2 separate regions of the Pan troglodytes genome follow, and region 1 is linked to region 2. Evidence: chromatin contacts called from public HiChIP or PLAC-seq data. All regions are on one chromosome and are shown on one strand. The core of a region is the stretch at or near the end of the contact, and the rest is flanking DNA. Distances in the headings are between cores, read along the strand shown. Region 1 holds the start of SLC4A8 (solute carrier family 4 member 8). Region 2 holds the start of ANKRD33 (ankyrin repeat domain 33).

Region 1 (2,700 bases), core at 29-2,528, 450 kb after region 2:
ACGTGTCATCCTCCCTGAGATGGCCCATTACCCTCTTCAGAGCCCTGTACTTCAGACTTGCCTCCTCTTCCAGCCCTCTTTCCAAGGCAGAAACCACACCATCTGATTGCACAGGAAACGGGGAGTGAGAATTCAGTGGGCTGCCACTCATTCACTAAGTGTCACACAATAAACATTACTCCACAAAGCCCTTTCACAAACAGCACTTCGTCTGATCCTCAAAACAACCCTGTGAAGCAAACAAAAAAGACATAACTATTCCCATTTTAATAGCTGGGGAAACTGAGGTTCAAAGAGGCAAGTGACTTACTCAAGGTCACAAAGTTTGTGTGAGGCAGAGGTAGGATTTCAAACTACAGACTCTAACACTTAGTCCAATGCTTTTCCTTACATTAGCCGCCCCAACAGTTCTAATACCAGTTACTTAACCTTGGTTTTTTAATTCCCTTAAATAAGCACCTGTTCCTGACCCCTCCACACATCCTCAGCCCAGTTTGCAGTCCCTACCCAGAAGTTTTCAGGTGTCTGTTCAATGGGGCAGAGGGAGTCACAAACCGGGTCACCCTATCAGGGATTGGTCCCAGCCTCCAGAGTCTTTTCTGGCTTTTCCTCTGAACCACTGAGGAACCAGGAACCCCCAGAAATAAAAACACAAAGAGAAGACGTGCCCCACCAGAGCAAGGTCCCTGCTACCCTTTCTGCCCACGTTCTGGCAGGACAACGCGAGGCCAGACGCCGGCCCCTTCCAACAGAAAGACGCGAGGAGGACAAGAGGTCGCCGCCCGCCGGCTGTCAGGGCTCCTGGGCGGGCGGCGCAAGGGATGCGGCAGAGATGGGCCAGATCCCAGGTTTGGCCCAAGGTCACTCTCTCGCAGCCCTGGCCTGGTCCCCAACCGCCCGGAGCGCCCCCTGGTGTCCCGGGCTGGCCTCCCCTCGCCCTCAGGGAGCGGCCTGGGAAGCCTGGGCTCGGGGGCAGAAGGAAGGAGGGTGGGCAGAGGATGAGGAGGCTGCGCCCCGGGGAGGAGCGGGAGGCGCGGGAGGCGGGGCCCTACCTGATAGCTGAGGACGCCGTCCGGCTCGTTACTCCCGGCGGCCGGCATGGCGGAGCCGAACTAGGTCTCCCCCACGGGCTCCAAGCCAAGCATCAGCAGCCCGCGCCCTCTGGTCGGATCTGAGCAGATCACTCGAACGGCGACCCCTACCCCGGAGCCAACGGTCAACCATCAACCGCCGCCGCCTCCATAGCCACCGGCCCGCGAGGCATCCGCCGCAACCAATCAGCGAGAGGCCTGCGCAGCCAATCAGGGCGCGGAGCACGGGAGGACGCTGTCCGGCGGTACCCTGGGCTACCGCGGGGAGGGGGAGGAGCCGGGGAGCCAACCGCTCCCGGGCCCGGTTGCCTTGGAAACCGCCTCCCTCCCTTCAGGGGCCTCTGGGCGTGAAGGTCCTTCCAACTGCTTGCTAGAAAATCTCTGCTTCTATTTGCAGCTGCACCTGACCCTTGAAAACTGGGAAAGTGTCGGTTTTGCCTATTCTGATTTCATTCCTTGGGAGATGATGTTTAAATTCCGGGGAAACATCCTTCGCGATTGCAGGAGGAGGTAATTGCGGATGAGGGGAGAGGGCCTTCTAAAATTAATTGTTTTTCCTTGAGCTAATGGCCAGATTAAAGAGCATTAAATTGAAGAAGGCAGGCAGTGTCAGGCCCCCTCACAGTCTCACTATGACTTAGGTCTTCTTCTTGAGTCTCAAGTCAGAAGCAAAACACACGGACAGGGTTGAGCTAAGGATGACTGTTGAAGCAATTCCACAAAAAGGCTTCGAACTTTTCCAGGAAATGATCTAAGGCAAATTATTATTTAGCAACAGAACTACTGACCTAACACAAGGTTAGAATATCATGAATAATGCATTAAATTTGATTTGGATTTATAAGAAAAGAGAGGCTGGCTAAAATCGAAGCAACCCTCTCTCCTCAAGAAAAAGAAAGGTATCTTTTGGGTTTTTTTTGGTTTTTTTTTTTTTTTTTGGAGACGAAGTTTCACTCTTGTTGCCCAGGCTGGAGTGCAATGGCGTGTTCTTGGATCACTGCAACCTCCGCCTATCCAGTTCAAGCGATTCTCCTGCCTCAGCCTCCTGAGTAGCTGGGATTACAGGTCCCCACCACCACGCCCAGCTGATTTTTTTGTATTTGTAGTAGAGACGGGGTTTCACCATGCTGGCCAGGCTGGTCTGGAACTCCTGACCTCAGGTGATCTGCCCGCCTCAGCCTCCCAAGGTGCTGGGATTACAGGCGTGAGCCATGGCACCCGGCCATGGGGCCTTTTGTTTTATATGCACTATCATACCAGACTTCAGGTAGGTCCAAATTGGGGTCAGGGGAAGAATTGTTGCAAATAATTCTCAGCCCCTAAAGAAGCTACAGTTGGGGAAGGTAGTCTGATACATGTTAAAAGTTTCCACCCCTGCTTACCATCCTTTGTGTTGGTCCTGAAATTGGAAACAAGGTTGGGCTTCAGTATCCCTGAAGCAGAATTGTATTTCTGATGTCCTGTATAAGCCTCCTGTCTAGTCTCTGCGTTTTAGTGTTCATTGCCACACACTCCATCAATCTCTTTACTAATCCTGTCATCTTGAATCTGGAATTCACATCCTACCCTCATCCCCATTTTTGTCCATCAAAATCTTAACCATCCTTCA
Region 2 (2,700 bases), core at 21-2,520:
AAAGGGGGTGATGAAGCTCCCAAACCACCCTCCACCCAGCATGACAGAGTCTGGTGTAGAACACCGTGCAACAAGGGTGGGGCTGAGGCCCTGTCTGCATCAAAAGGGGGCTGTCGGAAGTGGGGTGCAGCAGCCTCACACCTGCTTGGGCAGCCAACATGAGGGCCGTGTCCCCTCCTTTGTCCTGCTGGTTCACATCAAGGAAAGGACAGTGGCTGAGCAGGGCCACAACACTCTGGAAGCCGTGGTAGCATGCAACCATGAGGCCTGTCTGAGGGAGGGGCAGCTCAGATCCCCTGCTTTCCCCCTGGGCCACCCCAGGGCCCCTTGCACCCTCTAAACCCATATCTGTCCCAGAGCCTGCCCCAAACCCTGTGAAGACCCACCCTTAACCATTCCCTTCCTCCTTAGGACTGCAGGAAGTATTGCCCCTGAACCCCTCTCAGGGAGCCAGGCCAGGACGGTGTGGTGGGGATGTAAAGATACCCTCAGCTGTTCTGGGAAGCCAGGACATCTCACCCTCCCATTACTGTCCACCTGGGTGGCCTCCTCTGGGGAGACCCCACCATCCAGTATGGCTTGGAGCTGGGTGGGATCATTGTGGACACAGGCCCAATACAGGGCCCCCAGCCTGCAGCCTGGGGTGGGGGTCTCCTTGCCCGGGCAGGGCAGTGCCTCAGACATGTCCAGCCATCTCCTGTGCAATGCCAGCTCTTCCTCTTCCAGGCAGGGAACCAGAAGGTGAGTCCCTCTTCTCATGCAGCTGGCATCTAAAACACAGAATGGAGAGGAGTAGTGAGTGTCTCCCTGGATCCTAGGGAGGGGACCCAGCAGCTGCGAAGTGCACAGCCCTTGCCCCAGGGAAAACATTTATCCCAGCAGGGATCTCGCCCCATCCACCCTGAGAAAGGACAAGCGCTGGGTCAGGAGCCCTAAGCAAGCAGGGTTCACTCTAGGTCAGCACCCCAGTGAGACTCACGGAGAGAGGGTCGTCGTCTTTTCTTACTTGGGGTTCGTAGGGTATCTATGAGGCAGTCAACGCGGGGCACAGCCCAGGCTCCGCGGAGCACAATCACTGGGTCTCCGAATGCCTCCAGGTGGACTATCCCTCCCCAGGAAGCAACGCAGGTAACAGATGGCTGGACTTTCATAAAGAGCTGCTGCAAACACCTCGGGGCTGAGCCGGATCAAGCAGCTGGGATTGGGGCCCCATGCGGGGCGGGTGGTCACGTCTCGGGAGCGGACTCAGACCAGCCCCAAGATCCTCCGGGTGGGCGGGGCCTGAGCCGGGCAGCTCCTCCCCGCCGGGGCGGGCTCACAAAGACGACTCCTCCTGACGGACGCGCCCACTCTCAGCCTTGGGGACGCCGGCGGAGATGCAGCCTCGTGGGGTCTCGGCCCAGCTTTTCAGGCCCAGCCTAAAGCCCCTCCTCATTAGGTGGAGCGCGACTTGCTGAAGGGGTGGTTGTGGGAGAGGGTGTGAGTGAATGCAGGTATCTCATTAAATAGGGTTGGTACTCTCAGAATGACCCTGGGGTGGGGTCTCCAGGGGTCACCTGAACTTATTTTTTGAGGTTCTGGGGAAATAAAAACATAATTGTCAAATTATGAGTATAGAGCTGGGCCCGGTGGCTCACGCCTGTTATCCCAGCACTTTGAGATTCCAAGACGGGTGGATTATCTGAGGTCAGGAGTTCAAGAACAGCCTGGCTAACATGGCAAAACCCTGTCTCTACTAAAAATACAAAAATTAGCTGGGCTTGGTGGTGGGCGCCTGTAATCCCAGCTACTCAGGAGGCTGAGGCAGGAGAATCACTTGAACCCGGGAGGCAGAAGTTGCAGTAAGCCGGGATCGCACCATTGCTCTCCAGCCTAGGCAACAAGAGCGAAACTCCTTCTCAAAAAACCAAACAAACAAACAAACAAAATTGTGAGTACAGACATTATGTGTCTAGTGCAGGTGGGCAGTCGGGGCACAAAGTGCGGCAGGCAGTAGTGAGGGAGGGATTGGCCAGAAATTATGATGTATGAAATTTAATAGATTAGTTTCAGTGTGATAAATTAAATATGAAATATTTAAATTAAATGATTTGTTAATATAATGATAAATTGTTATCAAAATATTCTTTAATATTTATATTACATATTAAGCTTGATGGATTGGTCTTGGTCCACAGATGTAGAAAATGGAGCCAATGATATTCCCCCATTGGTATCACTCCCATCATCAGACTGTACAAGACCTCTCTCTTGTTTTGTTTTACTTTCTTTAGTTTCTCTCTTTCACCCTTAATCCCCACATCCCATTCCCCTCTACCCTTTACCAACTGGCACTTGTATATCCTTGAAAATGTACATTTCATTGAAAAAGATAGTATTGATTTGTGTGTTTTTATTTTATTTTTTTCTTTTTAGAAACAGGGTCTTACTCTGTCACCTGGGCTGGAGTGGAGTGGCATGATCATAGCTTACTGCAGCCTCAAACTCCTGGGATTAAGTGATTCTCCCACCTCAGCCTCCTGAGAAGCTACGAGCTCCTCGGAGGCACACAGGTGTGTGCCACCACGCCTGTCTAACTTTTTTATGTAGAGATGGGGATCTCACTTTGTTGCCCAGGCTGGTCTCAAACTCCTGGCATCAAGTGATCCTCCTGTCTTGGCATCCCACAGTGCTGGGATTGCAGGCATGAGCCTCCATGCT

What was found. HiChIP or PLAC-seq counts read pairs in DNA pulled down with a chosen protein or histone mark.
Region 1: an H3K4me3 HiChIP or PLAC-seq map of stem cell-derived excitatory neurons shows a contact between it and region 2, with 7 times the contacts expected there. The contact joins the promoter of SLC4A8 here to the promoter of ANKRD33 in region 2. A contact is called at or near these places in 3 of 7 Hi-C or Micro-C datasets (blood, induced pluripotent stem cells and stem cell-derived neural progenitor cells) and 1 of 1 datasets of contacts at active chromatin or transcription factors (stem cell-derived excitatory neurons).

The regions. Positions count from the first base shown.
Region 1 is chr10:44,439,056-44,441,755 of NHGRI_mPanTro3-v2.0_pri, forward strand. It overlaps SLC4A8 (solute carrier family 4 member 8), which reads right to left and starts at 1,279. Exons shown (of 23, transcript XM_054663326.2): 1 at 1,053-1,279. The coding sequence starts at 1,100. LOC129136535 (a long non-coding RNA gene) reads left to right here and starts at 1,405. Exons shown (of 2, transcript XR_008538304.2): 1 at 1,405-1,601.
Region 2 is chr10:43,985,472-43,988,171 of NHGRI_mPanTro3-v2.0_pri, forward strand. It overlaps ANKRD33 (ankyrin repeat domain 33), which reads right to left and starts at 1,271. Exons shown (of 5, transcript XM_016924809.3): 1 at 1,007-1,271; 2 at 520-770; 3 at 142-271. The coding sequence starts at 1,151.